4 separate regions of the Mus musculus genome follow, and all the other regions are linked to region 1. The links are chromatin contacts, called in public promoter capture Hi-C maps. All regions are on one chromosome and are shown on one strand. Each heading gives the region's core, a stretch centred on a gene start, on an enhancer-like site or on the middle of the called end of the contact. The rest is flanking DNA. Distances are from core to core; before and after follow the strand shown. Region 1 holds the start of Otud3 (OTU domain containing 3). Region 2 holds the start of Kdm1a (lysine (K)-specific demethylase 1A). Region 3 holds the start of Eloa (elongin A). Region 4 holds the start of Rpl11 (ribosomal protein L11).

Region 1 (2,865 bases), core at 69-2,568:
TAGGGTTTTATTGCTGTGAGGGAACATCATCACCGAAAAGGAAGTTGGGGAGGAAATGGCCTATTTGGCTTCCTCAGTTGAGGAAGTGTCTCCATGAGATCTGGCTGTAGAGCTTTTCTTAATTAGTGATCAATGGGGGAGGGCCCAGCCCATTATGGGTGGTGCCATCCCTAAGCGTGTAGTCCTGGGTTCTATAAGAAAGCAGGCTGCGTGTTGTCAATTCCTTTAGGCTCTGCCCAACAGTTACCTAGCAACAGCTTGCGTTTCTCCCTGCCAGGTTTGAAGACCACTGTTAACCATAATCTCTCTCTCTCATATCCCTGACTGGACCCTACCTCTGTTTCTCTCTTCTCTTTCTGTCCTTCTCTGTCCCCCTCCTTTCTCTGCCTCTACTCCTTTTCCAGGTTCCCTTCCCTTCCCTCGATAAACTTCCTTTTGTTCTAGGCCTGTCGTATGGTGGTGAGTCCTCAGAGGAATGGGCCTGCTGAGGTTCTCCTGCCGCCACATTATACTGCCGTTTTATAAAACATAACACTGAGCAAGTCAGGGGAAGCAAGCCAGTAAGCAGCGCCCTCCATGGCCTCTGCATCAGCTCCTGCCTCGGGGGTTTTAGACCTGCTTGAGTTCCTGTCCTGATGGCCTCCAAGGATGGATGCTGATCTTGAAGTGTAAGCCAACTTGTAGCTCACTGATTGGCTAAACTGCCTGGCAGTGAGTGCAGTGGGCTGTCTCTTCCTCCTTAGGGATGGGATCACAGGGGCTCTCTGACAGGCCTACCCTTCTTAAAGTGGGTGATGGAGATCCGAACTCAGGTCGAACCTGGCATATGGAGCAAGCACTTATATGGACTGAGCTATTTCCCTAGCTACTGTAGGCTGAGTTTTTAAAGGGTCTGTGCACGCACGCAGGCGTTTGTAATTGATTGCGGATTAGCGCATTCTAGACAAACATATTCCCTTATCATCCTTTCCTTGTCCTGGAACTCACTCTGTAGACCAGGCTGGCCTCGAACTCAGAAATTCGCCTGCCTCTGCCTCCCAAGTGCTGGGATTAAAGGCGTGCGCCACCAGGCCCGGTCACCCTTTCCTTCTTTTCCGCATTTTTTTGCTCTTGCCTCTCTTCTGACATCCTCAGTCATCCTTGACCTGTCTGGTCCCACTGCGCCTCACTGAGCACTACCCACCACGAGGGGGCAGAAAATAACCAACAAAACAGGTGCTTCTCTAGTCTTCCTATCTTTCTCTATGGTGCCTGCTGGCCCCGCCCCGGGGGCGGAGCTACCACCACGTGACCTGGCTGCCAGGCGACCGCGCCGGCGCAGTGGCCGCGCCGCTGTCGCCAGGCGTCGTCCCCCTGCGCCGCTCCGCCCGGTGGCCGGCTGAGGCTGCGGCCCCGGGCTCTGCGGCTCCGGCTCCGGCTTCGGCTCCTTCCGCGGCGAAGCCGTGTGCCGCCGCAGCCATGTCCCGAAAGCAAGCGGCGAAGAGCCGGCCGGGCAGCGGCGGCCGCAGAGCCGAGGCGGAGCGTAAGCGGGACGAGCGGGCGGCGCGCCGGGCGCTGGCCAAGGAGCGGCGGAACCGGCCCGATCCTGGCGGCAGCGGCTGCGAAGAAGAGTTTGTGAGCTTCGCCAACCAACTGCAGGCCCTGGGGCTGAAGCTGCGGGAGGTGCCGGGGGACGGGTGAGGCGGGCCGGGAGTGCGGGAAGCGGCGCTGGGGATGCGCAGGGCCGGTCGCTGAGGGGGAAGCAAGGGTCAGGCTTGGTGGAACGCTGCGGCAGGGTCCCCCGAGGGTCCGAGCGGGTCTGAGAGGTGACCTCGAGGTGCAGCTGTCATGAAGCCGAATGGGAAAGGACCTAGGTCCCGCTCGGTGTCATGCTGGCCCTCCTGGGTGTCCTCGCCCACTTTTGCACTGGGGTATCGAGGGCGGAGAGCTAAAGGTAGCTTCCACAGAGCTTGCTTCCCACGTTTTGGGTTCCCCAAGTAAAAGGCATGAGAGTCCCGGGCCAGCTGTTTCTGGGAGCCGGATACAAGAGTAGCAGCTGGAAACAGAACGGAGGAAGGCGAGGGGAAGCAACTTAATGGAACGGGGACATGGGTCCAGGAACGTGGGGAGAGAGAAGGAAAAGAATAAAGAAACGGGGAGAGGAACGGGTTAGCAGGTCCGAGGGAGCCTGCCTGCTAGGTGTGTTGTTGCAAGAGGCACTGTTAGTGTGTTCTCCTCTAGGAATGGTCAGGTTGAGCCATGGAAGAATGGAATACAGCTAAGGAGTCTACAAAGGCAGATGTGGCAATGAGACTGGGGGATTTGCCTGGGCTATAGGGTGACAGGGTTTCAAAAAACAAAACCCAACAAAACCAAACCAATCTTTCCCTCTTGAGAAAGTCTCGCTATGTAGTCTTAGGGCTGGCCGGGAATCCCCTGTGTAGACCAGGTTGCCCTTAAACTCATAGCCATCTGCTGGGATTAAAGATGTGTGCCTCTGTCCCACTACATAAAGTATTTTCTTCATTTGATACACTACGCTGAATTTTATTGATCAAGACTCAATAAACTAACCCCATTTGTATCTCCTGCCTTCAGAGCTTCCGGCAAATTGGATAGGTATTTTGTTTAAGTTGCAATTAGAGTTAATTGTATTCAGCTACTGCTTCGAACAGTTCCTGGGTCATAGGAGGCATTCAGCACTTTGTTTTTCAGGGATTAAAAACTGTTAAGGGAGGCCACCTAGCTCCAGTAGAAGTACAAACTGCGGTAGACATCAAACCATCAAGTGAAGCTGGGCGAGGTGGTGTGGGTCTTTAATCCCAGCGCTGGGAGGCAGAGGCAGCGGATCTCTGAGTTTGAGACCAGCCAGGCTTACAAATGGAG
Region 2 (3,012 bases), core at 90-2,589, 2.3 Mb after region 1:
AAGCTGTAAAACTTAACACATAGACAGTACCACCTGCCAAAACTAAAACAAAGGCTTAATCCATTTAAGTCCGTAGTTTTGGGAAATGGACTGACCTTGCTTTTTGGCTTCTGTAGTTCTGCTTCTGGCTAACTGAAGCTTTTAAAAAAGTTTTATTTATTATTTCTAAGTACACTGTAGCTGTCTTCAGACACACCGGAAGAGGGCATCAGATCCCATTACAGATGGTTGTGAGCCACCATGTAGTTGCTGGGAATTGAACTCAGGACCTCTGAAAGAGCAGTCACTTCTCTTAACCACTGAGCCATCTCTCCAGCCCCCCATCTCCCCAGGCCCCAAGTAAATACTTTCTATTGGCTTAAACCCATGCCTGCATTCTTCTCTGGTGAATATCTCATAGCCCCCCAACATCCTATACATCTCAACATCTCATGAATAAAACACCCACATTCACAACATTAGAAAGAACTGACCAAGCCGGGCAGTGGTGGCACATGCCTTTAATCTCAGCACTTGGGAGGCAGAGGCAGAGGCAGGTGGATTTCTGAGTTAGAGGCCAGTCTGGCCTACAAAGTGAGTTCCAGGACAGGCTGGGCTATACAGAGAAACCCTGTCTCGGAAAAACCAATCCCCCACCCCCCTCCCCAAAAAAGAAAAAAAGAAAAGAAAGAACTGACCTAGGTTGAAGAAGTGTTATGCGCCTGGAGATGAGAGGCATGGAGGAGGAGGCATGGTGGCGAGCATGTGCAGCCTCAAGAAAGAAAATAAACACGGCTTGGAGGCAAGAGCGAGTCCACTTTGACTCAAACCAGAAATTCCTCATTTCTCTCTATTTTATTACCGTGGAAATTCGTGCACTCTTTATTTCCCCACAGTCCAAGCAGGGCCATTATGAAGCTAGTTTCCCTAGCTCTAGGGATAACTCGGGGCCATATACATTCTGGGCCAGTGCTCTAAAGGTTGAGTTACAGAGCACAGGATAATTAAGTGATCATTAATTAAGTTGTACTTCAGAGTGTTCCCCTGTCTCAATTAGGTAGTAAGCCCTCTGAAAGCCGGAATTCCATAATCCACCCCTTGTCCTGCAGGGAGAGTGAATGTTATTAGTTGAAGTGACTAGTGTATGGGGTGAATATTGAGAGTCCTTGATGAAAACGGTCGGGCTCAGAACCCGAAGTCAGGCGGATATGCTGGGTCGCACTCCCAATCGCAGGGGGCGCTCTAGGTCAGCCTCGCGATCGGAGCTGCGGCGCCGCTCTAGCCTCCAGGACGTCGCTCTCTGGTCTTGAGCCGGGGACAAGCGGCTGCTTTTTTGTCCTGGTGCGGCGGGAGCGCGCAGGGCGCGTGCGCACGCGGGGGTGTTTGGCTTCGCACGGAGCGTGAGAGGTGCGGGGCGGAGAGGCGCGAGGCGGCTGCGGACCCACGGAGCGGCAGACCGATCGGCCCCTGCGGCCCGCGGCGGCCAGGCGGCCCGAGATGTTGTCTGGGAAGAAGGCGGCGGCGGCGGCAGCGGCAGCGGCGGCGGCGGCGGCTGCTGGGACCGAGGCCGGGTCCGGGGCGGCGGGCGGTGCCGAGAACGGCTCTGAGGTGGCCGCGCCGCCCGCGGGCCTGACGGGCCCCACCGACATGGCTACGGGGGCGGCGGGCGAGCGCACTCCCCGAAAGAAGGAGCCTCCGCGGGCCTCGCCGCCCGGGGGCCTAGCCGAGCCGCCGGGGTCTGCTGGGCCCCAGGCGGGGCCCACAGCCGGGCCCGGCTCCGCGACGCCCATGGAGACCGGAATAGCCGAGACCCCGGAGGGCCGACGGACCAGCCGGCGCAAGCGGGCCAAGGTGAGGCCGTGATCGAACCGCTGGTCCCGGGGACCGGAGTGGGGCCGGGGGAGGGGAGGCCCGGCCTTTGTGCGGGGACCCGGTGTATCGGGCGCTGGAGGGTGTGACCCTGATGGTCTGACTGGGAAAGATGGCTTCCCGACGCGTTTGTCTACCTGTGTGTCTGATGTGTGCGGACGGCGGACGGCTTCTGGGTTGTGTACACCGGGGAGATGGGTGTGATGCTCTAAGAGTCAAGCTGCATGAAAAGAAAGAGACTTTTTCTTTGTTTTTGAAAGGTCTTGCTGTACGCCAGGTACGCGTAGACTCTTATTTCTTTCTTTCTTTTTTTTAAAGATAAAATAATAAAATATACAAAAACCAATCGTTTATTGTGCGTGTGCGAGTTGGGGTCATAGGATAGCTCGCCTGAGTCCTTCCTGTCTTTCCGCCATGCTAAGGAATCGAACTGAGGTTGTCAGGCCTGGAGGCCAGCGCTTTCTTGGGGCCCGGGTAGACTTTTTCAAATTGTGGAAGCGAATGAAGAATACCAGTTGGACACGGGGCGAATATAAAGATAAAGATTTGGCATCAAATCCAACACTATCCACAGATAACCTCTGTCTCACACCCCAGTATGCCAGATGGTGCATTTGGCACAGGGCCAGCGTTTTTCGTTTTCCCAAACACCACTGGACTGGTATTGTTAGCTTCATTTTAAGAATGAGTAAAAAGAGGTTTGCAGTTTCAGAGTTTGGTGTTTTGACAAGGTGTAATTCGATATTGAAACAAACAAACAAACAAACAAACAACCCTCTGGGTCAGTAACCTTGCTAAGCATTGGTGTGGCTTTATTGCACAGTATTAGCCTTAACCAGAGATGCTTAATCTGATGGGGAAATTGGAAATACATATGGGTTTGTAATAAATACAAGAAGTAGTCTAAGGGGCTGGAGAGGTGGCTCAGTGGTTAAGACTGCTGACTGCTCTTCCAGGGGTCCTGAGTTCAATTCCCAGCAACCACAACCATCTCACATCTGTAATGGGATCTGATGCCCTCTTCTGGTGTGTCTGAAGACAGCTACAGTGTACTCAGATAAATAAATCTTTAAAAAAGAAAGTAGTCTAAGGATATGGCTGAATGGCACAGGACTGGCCAAGCAGAATTGAGAATTTGTGTTTCTGTTTGTAGCACTGCAAGAT
Region 3 (2,731 bases), core at 60-2,559, 2.9 Mb after region 1:
ACTTGGGAGGCAGAGGCAGGTGGATTTCTGAGTTCAAGGCCAGCCTGGTCTACAAAGTGAGTTCCAGGACAGCCAGGGATATACAGGTTTTTTGAGACAGGGTTTCTCTGTGTAACTCTGGTTGTCCTGGAACTCCCTCTGTAGACCAGGCTGGCCTTGAACTCAGAAATCCACCTGCCTCTGCCTCCCAAGTGCTGGGATTAAAGGCATGCATCACCACTGCCTGGCTCTTTTCTTTTCTTTTTTTCTTTTTTGGTTTTTCGAGACAGGGTTTCTCTGTATAGCCCTGGCTGTCCTGGAATTCACTTTGTAGACCAGGCTGGCCTTGAACTCAGAAATCCTCCTGCCTCTACCTCCCGAGTGCTGGGATTAAAGGCGTGCACCACCACGCCCAGCGGCTCTTTTCTGACAGAATCTCATGTAGTTCAGTTTGGTTTTTAATATATTATGACTTTTTATTCATTATGATTTAATTTATTTTTAAATGGAGCCAGGTGGTGGTGGCATACAACTTTAATCCTGGCCCTTAGGACGTAGAGGCAGGTGGATCTCTGTGAGTTTAAGGCTAGCTTCGTCTACAGAGTGAGTTCCAGGACCTCCAAGGCTACACATAGAAATCCTTTTTGAGAAAAGAAATAAAAAGAAAGAGAGAAAGAAAGAAAGGAAAGAAAGAAAGAAAAGAAAAGAATGTCACATGAACAGTCTAATAAAAGGGGCTGCTCTCTGATTTTGCAGACAAGGTGGTTAATAATGTGTTATTATTTTTATTTCTAGTGTTTCAAATTGCCTTGAAACCAGACAGCCTGGATTGCTTTCCCAAAATTACAATACCGTTAAGTTACTTTAAAATTACACGATTTCTTTTATTGCGAGGGTGTGTCACAGCTTGCAGGTGGAAGTCAGATAATTTACCTGAGTCAGTTCTTTCCTTCCACTCCAAGGGTCCCTGGAGCCGCGTCGGACCCTGATCACTGACTCCACCCACCCTTAGGCGAAAACGAGCGTATGACTGGAAAGGCGGTGCGTGAGAGTTAAAGCCAGAGTTTGGCTTGCAGAATACAGGCTTGGGGGCGTGGCTGGTTGCGTGGCTCTGGGTTGGGCGTGTCGGGGGCGTGACCTGTGCTGTATTCGACAGATCGCCGTGATATAGTGGGCGTGGTCTGGCGCGGGGGCGGGTCCTGAGGCCTTCCACACATACACACACCCCCAGCGGAGGCCCGGAAGGGACCATTCGCGCTTCCGTCTCCGCCGGGCCCTCACGGAGGGCGGAGTTGCGGCCCGAGGACGCGACGCGAGCCCAGTTCCGGCGAGGAGGCCGCGCCAGTGACAGCGATGGCGGCGGAGTCGGCGCTCCAAGTTGTGGAGAAGCTCCAGGCGCGCCTGGCTGCGAACCCGGACCCCAAGAAGGTGAGCGGCGGGCGGGCGGGCGGCGCGGGCGGGCGTTGGGCGCGGCGCGGGCCCTGTAACGGTCGCGGGCAGGGCGCAGTGGGGTTCTCCTCCGACCCGGAGCCAGGCCCCACGGAGCGGCGCGGGGCAGTGGGGAGTTCGCGGCCGGCGGGCGCACCCCGGCTGGGGGCTGAGGACTGGAGGGGCGGCCGGGCCTTGCGGCTCTCCCCGGGGTTCGGGCAGCCGCGCCAGCTGTTTCCCCGTTGCAGCCGAGCGACTCCGTCCGCTGCTTGGGGGTCCTGCGGCTCGAGGACCCCTGTGCTGTACCCTGCCCTTTAGCCGAGAAAACGGGGAACGCCTTGGGGTTTTTCGAGCTCTGCTCCTGGAGCTCGGGTCCTGGATGAGGGCGTGAGCGTGTTAACTCCGCTCTGACATACTGGAAGGTGGGACCAGGCTGTGATGAGCAACCATGTTTAATTGCACTTAACTACTTTGTTGCTCCTTTTTAGAAACTGTTACTTTTTAAATACATTGTATCCCCTCGCGGTCCCCCGGGTGTCTAGGCTTCTCTGAGCTCTACGAAGAGGGTATGGTGGGAATTAGAATCGTTTTCACTGTAGTCTCTAGCCGAAAACACCAAAGGGTGTGACATGGCTTGTCAGCATTCTAGCCTGGGCCTGAGGTTCCTAAAAGGTGAAGTGTCCAGCGAGCTGAGTGGAAGAGGAAGTGGTGGAGGGAGACAGCGAGCGGACTTACACATGCAATCTAGGTTCCTAGCCAGCACCAGCTCGGGACTTTGGAGGAGTTCTCTGCTCGACCTGTCCCTTCTCTAGTTTCTTCCTGAAATACCAGCTAGACCCAAGTGCTCTTTATAAGTGTTAATCACCATCAGAATTTCCAGTCAGGGACCCCATTCACTCTTCTTGTTCCTAGTTGGGTCACTACCTCTCAACCTCCGGGCCACTTTTTAACTACCCTCCTTTAGCTCAGAGATACACTTCTTCAGAAGCTGTTGTTATAAGTCAGCGAAAACGTAAATGTTTCAATTGTCTTGTGTTTTACTTTCTTTGGAGGCCTTGGGGACCTTTGGTCAGACATATTTACAAGTTCTTTTTACAATAACCCTTTGTGGGCATCTAATAAATGGTCATTATTTCCAAGTCCCAGATTGTCTTTCTGAACACTATAAGATTTGTGACTGACCTTAAAGTAACCACCCTCATTTTGTTGTTTCTGCCATCAGGTTAAAAAAAATAAAAATCCTCCATGTAATATAATATCTGTAGGGTTTTTTTCCCCCATTAGAATTTAAATTTTGGAATGGTCTATTTGTGCATGAAATGTC
Region 4 (2,700 bases), core at 20-2,519, 2.9 Mb after region 1:
CTCTCTCTCTCTCTCTCTCTCTCACCTCTGATGTCCTTTTTCTTTTTAGCTACCATGTCTAATACTTCTTTTGGAAGGTGGGTGTTGCTTGGATGTTGTAGGCTTGACTTAATTATAAAAGTAACAACTTACATACTTCACTGAATTACACAGTAACCCATGACACAGAAGTAGCTGTTTTACACAAGGGGAAAACAGACAGAAGTAATTTTAATTAGTAACTAGCTAGTTGGATCAAACCCACACCTGCCTGTATTCACAGCTCAGGACTCTTATTTTCAAAATTTACTTTTTATTTATTAGTTTATCTGTATTTAAGTTTTTCCTGCACATATGTCCTTGTAAGTGTGTGCCTGGGGTCCTCAGAAGGAAGACAAGGGCATCAGACTGGAACAGCTGATTTAAGCCACTACTCTGATTTGTATACTTGTTAACATAGTTACAAAGTAAAGGGTCTAGAATCTGTATGGTTTCTTTTTATCTTCGCACTTATTTTATGTATGAGTACTCTATCTGCATGTACACCTGCATACCAGAAGAGGGCATCAGATCCCATTACAGATGTCTGTGAGCTACCATGTGGTTGTTGATAATTGAACTCAGGACCTTGGGAAGAGCTGTCAAGTGCTCTTAACTACTGCGCTGTCTCTCCAGCCTCAGCTGATTTTTTTGTTTTTGTTTTTGTTTTTGTTTTTCGAGACAGGGTTTCTCAGTCTAACCTTGGCTGTCCTGGAACTCACTCTGTAGACCAGAATTCAGAAATCCACCTGCCTCTGCCTCCCAAGTGCTGGGATTGAAGGCGTGCGCCACCACTGCCTGGCGTCTCAGCTTATTTATTTATAAAAATTATTTTATTTATATGGGTGTTTTGCCTGTATGCACACATGGCCTGATGCCTGTAGATGCCAGAAGAGGGATCTGTCTCCCTGGAACTGGAGGCACAACCAGTTTTGAAATACCGTGTTCATGCCGGGAATTTTGTTCTTAACTGTAAAGCCTTCTCTCTAGCCCTTTGCTCAACTGATTTAATGGACTTTGGGCAGTGACATCACTCAAGAACCACCAGGTTCTGAGACTGTTCTTGGAGTCATGGACTCAAGAACATACCAGCATCGGACAACCCACGACCTAGTCTTTTGCCCAAGATGACTGCAGTTTCGAGGACAGTCCACTAGAGGTGGCAGCGCCACGACAGCTATGCCTCTCTTTCCCCCTCTCCCCTCGTTTGTCTGCCTAGAAGAAAAGCCCGCCTCCTGACCCATAAGGCCACGGGGCCGGAAGTCTCCCTCTCTCTTCCTGTTCTCCACCATGGCGGTGAGTAGGCGAGAGTTGGCTTTGCCTCGCTTTCATCCGTCTCCATCCGCAGTCGGCGGAGCCCAGGGCGGCTGTCTCGCGGGTGGCCGGAGGAGGACGGAGCCCGCGAGGCTGTTGGCATTAAGCCCGGCGGGACTGGGCGGCCGTGGGGCACCCCCGCCGCATCGCCGCCCATCCTAAGAATGGGGCTCAGGTCTGCAGCCCCGAGGGCCCAGACGCAGTGTCTGGGGGCTGCCGGAAGTGCGAGCGCGACGTGCGGAGGTCCACGGCGGGGCCAAGGGGACACTTGCAGCTTGTGTGGTGCTGGGGAGTTTCTGCGAGTCCTACTCGCAGGACCCGTGCTAGCTTGGGAAGGGGGACGGCATGGCGCAGAGGCCGGTACTTCCTGTAGTTTTGATTAGGGTTACATTGTATACTTTCTACGATCTCTAGTGTCTGTTCCCTACTCGTGGATCCGCTTGGGATTCAGGCTCTCTCTCTGTGTTCGTTCTCTTCCAAACGCGGAGACCTTGGTGGTCCCGAGGGCTTAGGCGGGATCCGGGACGATAGAAGTCAGAGCGGAGAAGACCTTGGCTGTTTCTCGTCTCTGACGGGGCGGGAGGGTGTTGATGGCTGTGTCCCTCTTCGCAGCAAGATCAAGGGGAAAAGGAGAACCCCATGCGGGAACTGCGCATCCGCAAGCTCTGCCTCAATATCTGCGTCGGGGAGAGCGGAGACAGACTGACCCGGGCAGCCAAGGTGTTGGAGCAGCTCACAGGCCAGACCCCGGTGTTCTCCAAAGGTGAGTGGCGGTGGGCTGACCAGAGAGGAGTGGATCTGGAAAGCTTGCTTCATCTGACCGGAGCACGGGTGCAAATGGACTTATAACGTGAGCTGTCGTGGGCCTGGTTGACAGCTAAGAACAGGGTTAATACCGTACACTGTTGGCATGAGGTCCTATCCATGCTTTTATTTGTATTTGTGTGTGTGTGCATGGGTACTCTGTTTGCATGCATGCCCACATGACAGAAGAGGGAATCAGATCCCGTTTCTGTTGGTTGTGAACAACCGTGTAGGTCCTCAGAACCTGTTAAACCTCTGAGCCATCTTTCCAACACCCCCCCACCAGTGCTTCTTAACTTCTGGCTCTGCCTCAACTCACTTAAAATGAATTGTGATTCCCTTGTTTGGCCACATGACAGGAGTTACCTTGCTAGAAACATGGAGTCTGTTGCTAGTGTGGTTGTGGGTGGTCTGTGATTGGGTTTGGATACTGTTTCTTAGGACCACAGTCAGCATTTTGAAAACACTGGCTTTTGTCAGTTTTAGTCTCCCAATTAGAGCATAATCATTGGTTGGGCCTGATAGCCCACAACTGTAACCCCATTACCCAGGCTGAAGCAGGAG

What was found. Promoter capture Hi-C pulls out the DNA fragments that hold promoters and counts their contacts. Capture Hi-C pulls out chosen DNA fragments and counts their contacts.
Region 2: a promoter capture Hi-C map of liver shows a contact between it and region 1, with 7 times the contacts expected there. The contact joins the promoter of Kdm1a here to the promoter of Otud3 in region 1. A contact is called at or near these places in 3 of 39 promoter capture datasets (liver, neutrophils and pre-B cells), 5 of 484 Hi-C or Micro-C datasets (CD4 T cells, CD8 T cells, muscle stem cells and 2 more) and 2 of 9 other capture datasets (adipose tissue and liver).
Region 3: a promoter capture Hi-C map of liver shows a contact between it and region 1, with 4 times the contacts expected there. The contact joins the promoter of Eloa here to the promoter of Otud3 in region 1.
Region 4: a promoter capture Hi-C map of liver shows a contact between it and region 1, with 5 times the contacts expected there. The contact joins the promoter of Rpl11 here to the promoter of Otud3 in region 1.

What each region holds. Positions count from the first base shown.
Region 1 is chr4:138,912,421-138,915,285 of GRCm38.p6, reverse strand. Otud3 (OTU domain containing 3) reads left to right here and starts at 1,318. Exons shown (of 8, transcript NM_028453.2): 1 at 1,318-1,676. The coding sequence starts at 1,459.
Region 2 is chr4:136,601,050-136,604,061 of GRCm38.p6, reverse strand. It overlaps Kdm1a (lysine (K)-specific demethylase 1A), which reads left to right and starts at 1,339. Exons shown (of 20, transcript NM_001347221.1): 1 at 1,339-1,830. The coding sequence starts at 1,477.
Region 3 is chr4:136,020,227-136,022,957 of GRCm38.p6, reverse strand. It overlaps Eloa (elongin A), which reads left to right and starts at 1,309. Exons shown (of 11, transcript NM_013736.4): 1 at 1,309-1,407. The coding sequence starts at 1,333.
Region 4 is chr4:136,051,962-136,054,661 of GRCm38.p6, reverse strand. It overlaps Rpl11 (ribosomal protein L11), which reads left to right and starts at 1,269. Exons shown (of 6, transcript NM_025919.3): 1 at 1,269-1,314; 2 at 1,945-2,095. The coding sequence starts at 1,309.